Regions from separate parts of the Mus musculus genome. Here region 2 is linked to region 1. The links are chromatin contacts, called in public HiChIP or PLAC-seq maps. All regions are on one chromosome and are shown on one strand. The core of a region is the stretch at or near the end of the contact, and the rest is flanking DNA. Distances in the headings are between cores, read along the strand shown. Region 1 has its middle 39 kb from the start of Gm40816. Region 2 overlaps Commd1 (COMM domain containing 1).

Region 1 (2,700 bases), core at 73-2,572:
AGGCCAGAGAGATGCCTCTGGGAGACGGGAACCTTGTGCCCTAGCCTGCCGTGCCAGTAGAGTCTTCCCAGGACTAGAAGGATCCCGTGCTGAGCAGAAGGCTGGAACACCGTGCTGTCATGAGTGGAGCCCTCTGGCCTGGCACTTGTGGCCTCCCTTTCCTGCCTTCTTCACAGAATGTGAGAGGTCCTCAGAGATGTCTAGAAGCTTTAAGTCTTCCAAAGACACAGAATTGGATGATACAGAAAAGTTTAGCCATGCAATTCTTGAAACTGACCAAACCATGCAGATACAATCTGTTTTTTTTTTTTTTTTAATTCATTTGCTTGGTATGTAAAAGTCACATTGTGTGTCTATTTGGTTAAAGAGATGTAGAAAAGGTGCTTTTAAAATTTATTTTTTGAGTTGCTTAACATCTTTATTTTTTACAATGAACATGTTAGTTATATAATCAGAATTGCTATAATACATATATACATATCTAAGGATATATATACACATATATAGGTAAAATATATACACATATATACATATCTAAAGGAATATTAAATGAATAATAATGCAACAATTATATATTTGTCAATATCTTGACCAAAGTTAGGACACTTAACTCAGATACTGATGTCTTGTGGGATGCAGGTGCTTATATTTGGGAACCTGTGAGGAATGGGGTGAAGCCTGCTGCGCCCCCACATGGGGAAGCAGGAGAACTAACCTCATGTCCTGGGAAACTCTGGCAGTGCCCTCGGAGACAGGCCCTTGTAATTTTAGTCTTGTCCAGAAGGTTCCATTTTAGAGTCTGAGGTTTCTTTCTTTTAAACTGGGGTCATCCAATGAGCTTTGCTTAGTTTCTGTGGCATGAGGTCTTTGTGCTGTTGTGTATCCCTGACCCAGGTTGGGTAGGCAACACAGAAGGAACATCCTAGGATCTTGATGTCTCTGATTTGGGAGAGCTACAACTGAGCTGACATCCTCTCTCAGTGGACCATTGCTAGGTACCAAGTTCATGGTGCTGACTTTCCCACAGGGAGGCCGTAATTGGACAGAAGTCCTGGTGGAAAGGAGTCCTGATGTGTAGGAACCCTGGGCTCACTGTCTTCAGAAGACTTTCCCAAATCATACTCAAGTTACCTACTAACTGTAGTAGGGCCAGCCATCACTAGCAAAATTCATTTCTTTCCTTAGGGGCTGATTCACCCGCCATTCTTCACACTTTGATTCCTGTCTTGGTTGTCTGATGTGGTGCAGCAGTAGATTGGGCAACAACGTGTACCCATCATGCAGTGCTAGGGGCACAGTTCCTAAGAAGTGAGTCTGTGGTTAGGCAGTTATGAAGAGGGATATACAGAGGATCAGGCTGCCACAGCATAGGCAGAGCAGGGGTGGTGTGTGGGGGTCAGAGGCAAGTGGGAAACATTTGACTCAGACACAAGGAAACCAATTCTAGGTGACAAGAGGTAGATAAGTGGAGGGACAGTGAGCTCTGCTGAGACAGTCCTTACCTTTCATCCCTAAGGTAGCTGGAGAAGAAAGCACAGAATTGGACAGTTGCCAGACTCAGATCCTGGAGGCTCTTCCAGAACAGGGCATCTCAGTTGAGTACAATTCTGCCCTCTAGGGACATCCAGCAGAGTGTCATAAGGCTGTGTGGGGTCTGGGTGAGTCACTCTAAGGAAATAAAGTCTCAGCAATGCACAGGAAAGCCCTTGACCACAAAGGACGACCTGGCTCAGAGCATTGTCAGAGTTGAGGTTGAAAAACCCTCTTCTGAGACTTTCTTTTTTCCCTTTTCTAAAGCATGGGGGAATCATGAAGGGGCTTTACCCAGGAGAGTGTTGGGTTAGTGTTATATTTATAACCAAGTGTAGCTCCTCTGAGAAAGTTCTGTGGCTCAGCTGTGGTGTTTACAGTCATTTTCTTTCATGGTTCCAAAGCTGTGCTTCAGATGGGAGTTTCCAGCTATGATATTGCCACCCTAGTATTTACCCTTTGGCTGGCCTTATCGGGTCATCTCCCCAGGGCAGAGACCCGATTCAGAGCTAAGCAGCACAAGGGCTTTTTTTCTGAGCTACACAACAAAAGTCACCACACTAGGGCTTGGTAACTATTTCAGCATCTGAAATAGCAGGCAGAAAAATACCTTGGAGATGTCCATGATGCTAATCTCCCAGATCTGTGAATATGTCATGTTACACGCAAAGGAGGCTTTTGCAGATGTGATTAGTTATGGATTTTGAGATGTGAGAAGATTATACTGGATTACATGAGCAAACTCAGTGTCAACAAAAAGGTTCTTAGGAGAGGAAAGCAGGCTCACGCATGAGCAGAAGGGGGTGGGCACGCTGTAGGGTTGGGGTTGGGTCAGATTCAGATGATGGAAACAGGCCAGAGACAGATCGGAAAATGATATGTTGACAACTTTGAAGATGGAGGAACTGTCACTGTCACCCTGTGTTGACACCTGGCCATAGAAACTGGATTCTAAAAAGAGATGTTTGTGACCCTTCCTTCTACTTTCAAACTATTAAACCAGTTGACCACAAAGAATTAAAATTTCTCTACACTAGTAAAAGAGTTACAGCTCTTGGGTCAGGCAGGGGAAAGACTTGCCTCACATGAGGGGATTCCACACAATTCCTAGGCAAAGCTCACAGCTAACTTAGCATTAGTACATTTATAGATTTTATTTAGTCTTTTCTC
Region 2 (2,748 bases), core at 133-2,632, 240 kb before region 1:
CTTTACTTTAAGTCTTCTTGCTGAGGAGAATGCTGTCTGCCAGCTGCAGGTGTCTCCATCACCCATTGTGTATGGGCCCCAGGCTTGGTCTTCAGATGTGTGATCAAGAACTGTTGATTTTCAGGCCCCGCCCTCTAGGTTTATGCTTTGTGTGTGTGTGTTTCTTCTCCATCTATTTAAAAAAAAAATATGTGTTTTATTTATCCAACATTTTTAAGAGGTATCTTTCAGGAGATGTTGGTAATTGTGATTTCAGAAACTAATGACTATAGTTACTTTAACAAAGATAATATTATTAAACCTATTACTTTTAAGATGGTGTCATGCTGGGCTGGAGAGATGGCTCAGTGGTTAAGAGCACTGACTGCTCTTCCAGAGGTCTTGAGTTCAGTTCCCAGCAACCACATGGTGGCTCACAACCATCTGTAATGAGATCAGATGCCCTCTTCTGGTGTGTCTGAAGACAGCAACAGTGTTCTCACATACATTAAATAAATAAATAAATAAATATTTAAAAAAAATAAAAAGATGGTGTCATGTATTTCAGAATAGCCTTTCTATGTAGCTCCTGATTTACCTCTGCTTCCCAACTGTGAGGATTATAGGCTTGCGCCACCACATCTGGCTCATCTATCTATCTACCCATCCATCCATCCATCCATCCATCCATTGTTGAAGAACTCACCATTGCAAAAATATTTTCTGATTTTACCTGGCAAGTATATGGTAAATCTAATTTAATTAATAGACTTCCAAGATTCAAAATACATGAATCAAAACTAATTTACCCCTGCAGTTGCCACGCCCTAGAGAAGTGCAGCAAGGGCACTCTGAACACCTTAACAGTGACAGAGAACTGCAGCTCCAAGTTGCCTTTGATTCCAATATTTCTGGAATAATTTAGGAGAAACAATAGCTGTAACTAAACAACTCGGTGGAGATTTGGATTCTGCTGCCCACTTTAATTACTAAAGTACAATTTAAAAGCTGCAAAAGGGAATAGAGAAGAGAGGAATAAGAACAGGAAGTAGCTGCTGCAGTATAAGGGGGCTGGCGTGCCCAGGTGCCTGTGCTGGATCTTTCCATTTACCACCCACGAGAGAACTGCAGCAGAATTTCCCACTCAGTGTGGCTGATTATAGCTGATGAAACTAACATCACTTAGGTTTAATTTGAATTGACATGACAGTACTTGTCCTTATTTCTTTTGAAAGATAAAATTGGAGAGAACACAGTAGATTCTTGAATTACTTATCATTTCTGATTTCACAGTTATTTCCTAAAATGACTTGTAAGACTCCTCCCCCACACTCTGACACTTACTGAGAGCTTTGTTTAACATTTACATATCTATTAGGTAGATGGAGGAGGAAGGGCAACTGTCTCCATGGTTATGAAAATGCCTAACCCCGGGGGTGGGGAGGGGAAATTTGACTACAGGTGCTTTCCTTACATAATGACTGATGGGGATGCAAATCAAGATGAAATCTCTACAGATTTGATGTTATTGCTGCAGTCCTCAGTTGAACTCCATATCAGATGCAAAGAAGGTCGAACTTTTCAGTCTCCTACTGTTGCTGCCACACCCACTGCTCTCAGCAGAGTACTGAATAATAGTACTTGCTTTCTAAACAAAGTAAGAATGAGCCAATGTTAACCATTAATTTCCCAAATATAAAGATGAGCATGAATGAACTAATTTCTGTAGCTTAGTCAAGGGACTTCCCCATCTCACCTTCAGCAGCTCTTGTTAGGCTCCAATTCCCAGAGAGCCTTGGAAGGGATGTGACTTCTGAGTACAAAAGGCAAAATGTTTCCTCACTCACTGCTAGGTACATGGCTCATACTCCAATTTAAAAAAAAATTAAAAAGAAGACTAACAACAGAAATCCATAAAAGTATATCTCAGAAATGAAGACCTAAAACTGAGAGAAAACTGTATGTTTATATTTACAGTTGATGAGGAAAAGGGTTTACACAAGTACAGTTAGACAAAAACGGAGGTAAAAAACCGAACTCTCCAGGTCGGACTTAATTCCGGGACTGTTTTGCCTGCTCCTTTCCTCTTGGCCTCAGGGCAGGATACCTGCCAATTGACACGGTCAGAGAATGGTCTGCTGTTGAGCTTGTAGTCTTCCTCCAACTTAAAGTGTGTAGTAATATGCTAGGTTTCCCAGGTCGAAGCTCAACAGGGTCATCAGTGGTATAGAACTTGTGCTAGAATGTAATGCTTATTAGATTCTAGGGCTGGAGAGGCGGGGAGTGGGGGAGAATATGAATATGAATGAGAATTAGATTGACCATCAGGCAAAAGGTTTATTAGAGTTGTCAGAACAAACAGCAAGGTCTTCAATGAAGCTGAGCCTGCTCAAGCAGAGCAGACTCTGTTCTTTTAAGGCCCTGGTGAGAGAGTAAGGGCAAGGGGGCTGTGCATGAGTAGGAGATGGTCCAAGGTCATCTGATATCATTCAGGTAGACCTAGAAACACAATGTTTATTTATACTTCTGGCTGAAGTGGCTGTTTAAAGGCTCAGGAACATTCCTAGATCTGGGCTGAGGAGGCATTGGGGAGACTGTGGTAGTGTAGCACTGGGCTGTTTGGGGCTCTGCTGTCTGTAAGGACTTGGTCATAGTGCAGTCGAGGCAGCTCTTGTGAGAGCTATGAGAACAGAAAGGCTGCGTCTGGGTACGGGTGTGGTCAAGTCCGTAAATCCCTTTGGAGCAGCATCTGAAAGATCTGGGACCTAA

Evidence for each region. HiChIP or PLAC-seq counts read pairs in DNA pulled down with a chosen protein or histone mark.
Region 2: a contact with region 1 is called in an H3K27ac HiChIP or PLAC-seq map of regulatory T cell precursor, with 9 times the contacts expected there. The contact joins two enhancer-like sites. A contact is called at or near these places in 1 of 15 datasets of contacts at CTCF or cohesin (CD8 T cells), 4 of 484 Hi-C or Micro-C datasets (B cells, CD8 T cells, bone marrow-derived macrophages and 1 more), 13 of 115 datasets of contacts at active chromatin or transcription factors (the 230-238 cell line, CD8 T cells, acute myeloid leukemia and 6 more) and 1 of 9 other capture datasets (embryonic stem cells).

Annotation. Positions count from the first base shown.
Region 1 is chr11:22,692,178-22,694,877 of GRCm38.p6, reverse strand. No RefSeq gene overlaps it. Among named protein-coding and RNA genes, the nearest start is that of Gm40816, 39 kb to the right of the region's middle. Within about 2 kb of position 1,322, at least 112 of the 459 cell types and tissues checked have an H3K27ac peak or open chromatin away from gene starts, as enhancers often do. A contact at or near this core is called in B cells, regulatory T cells, regulatory T cell precursor and 1 more, where this site is marked.
Region 2 is chr11:22,935,260-22,938,007 of GRCm38.p6, reverse strand. All of the region lies in intron 2 of Commd1 (COMM domain containing 1), which reads left to right. Among named protein-coding and RNA genes, the nearest start is that of Zrsr1, 35 kb to the left of the region's middle. Within about 2 kb of position 1,382, at least 30 of the 459 cell types and tissues checked have an H3K27ac peak or open chromatin away from gene starts, as enhancers often do. A contact at or near this core is called in B cells, regulatory T cells, regulatory T cell precursor and 1 more, where this site is marked.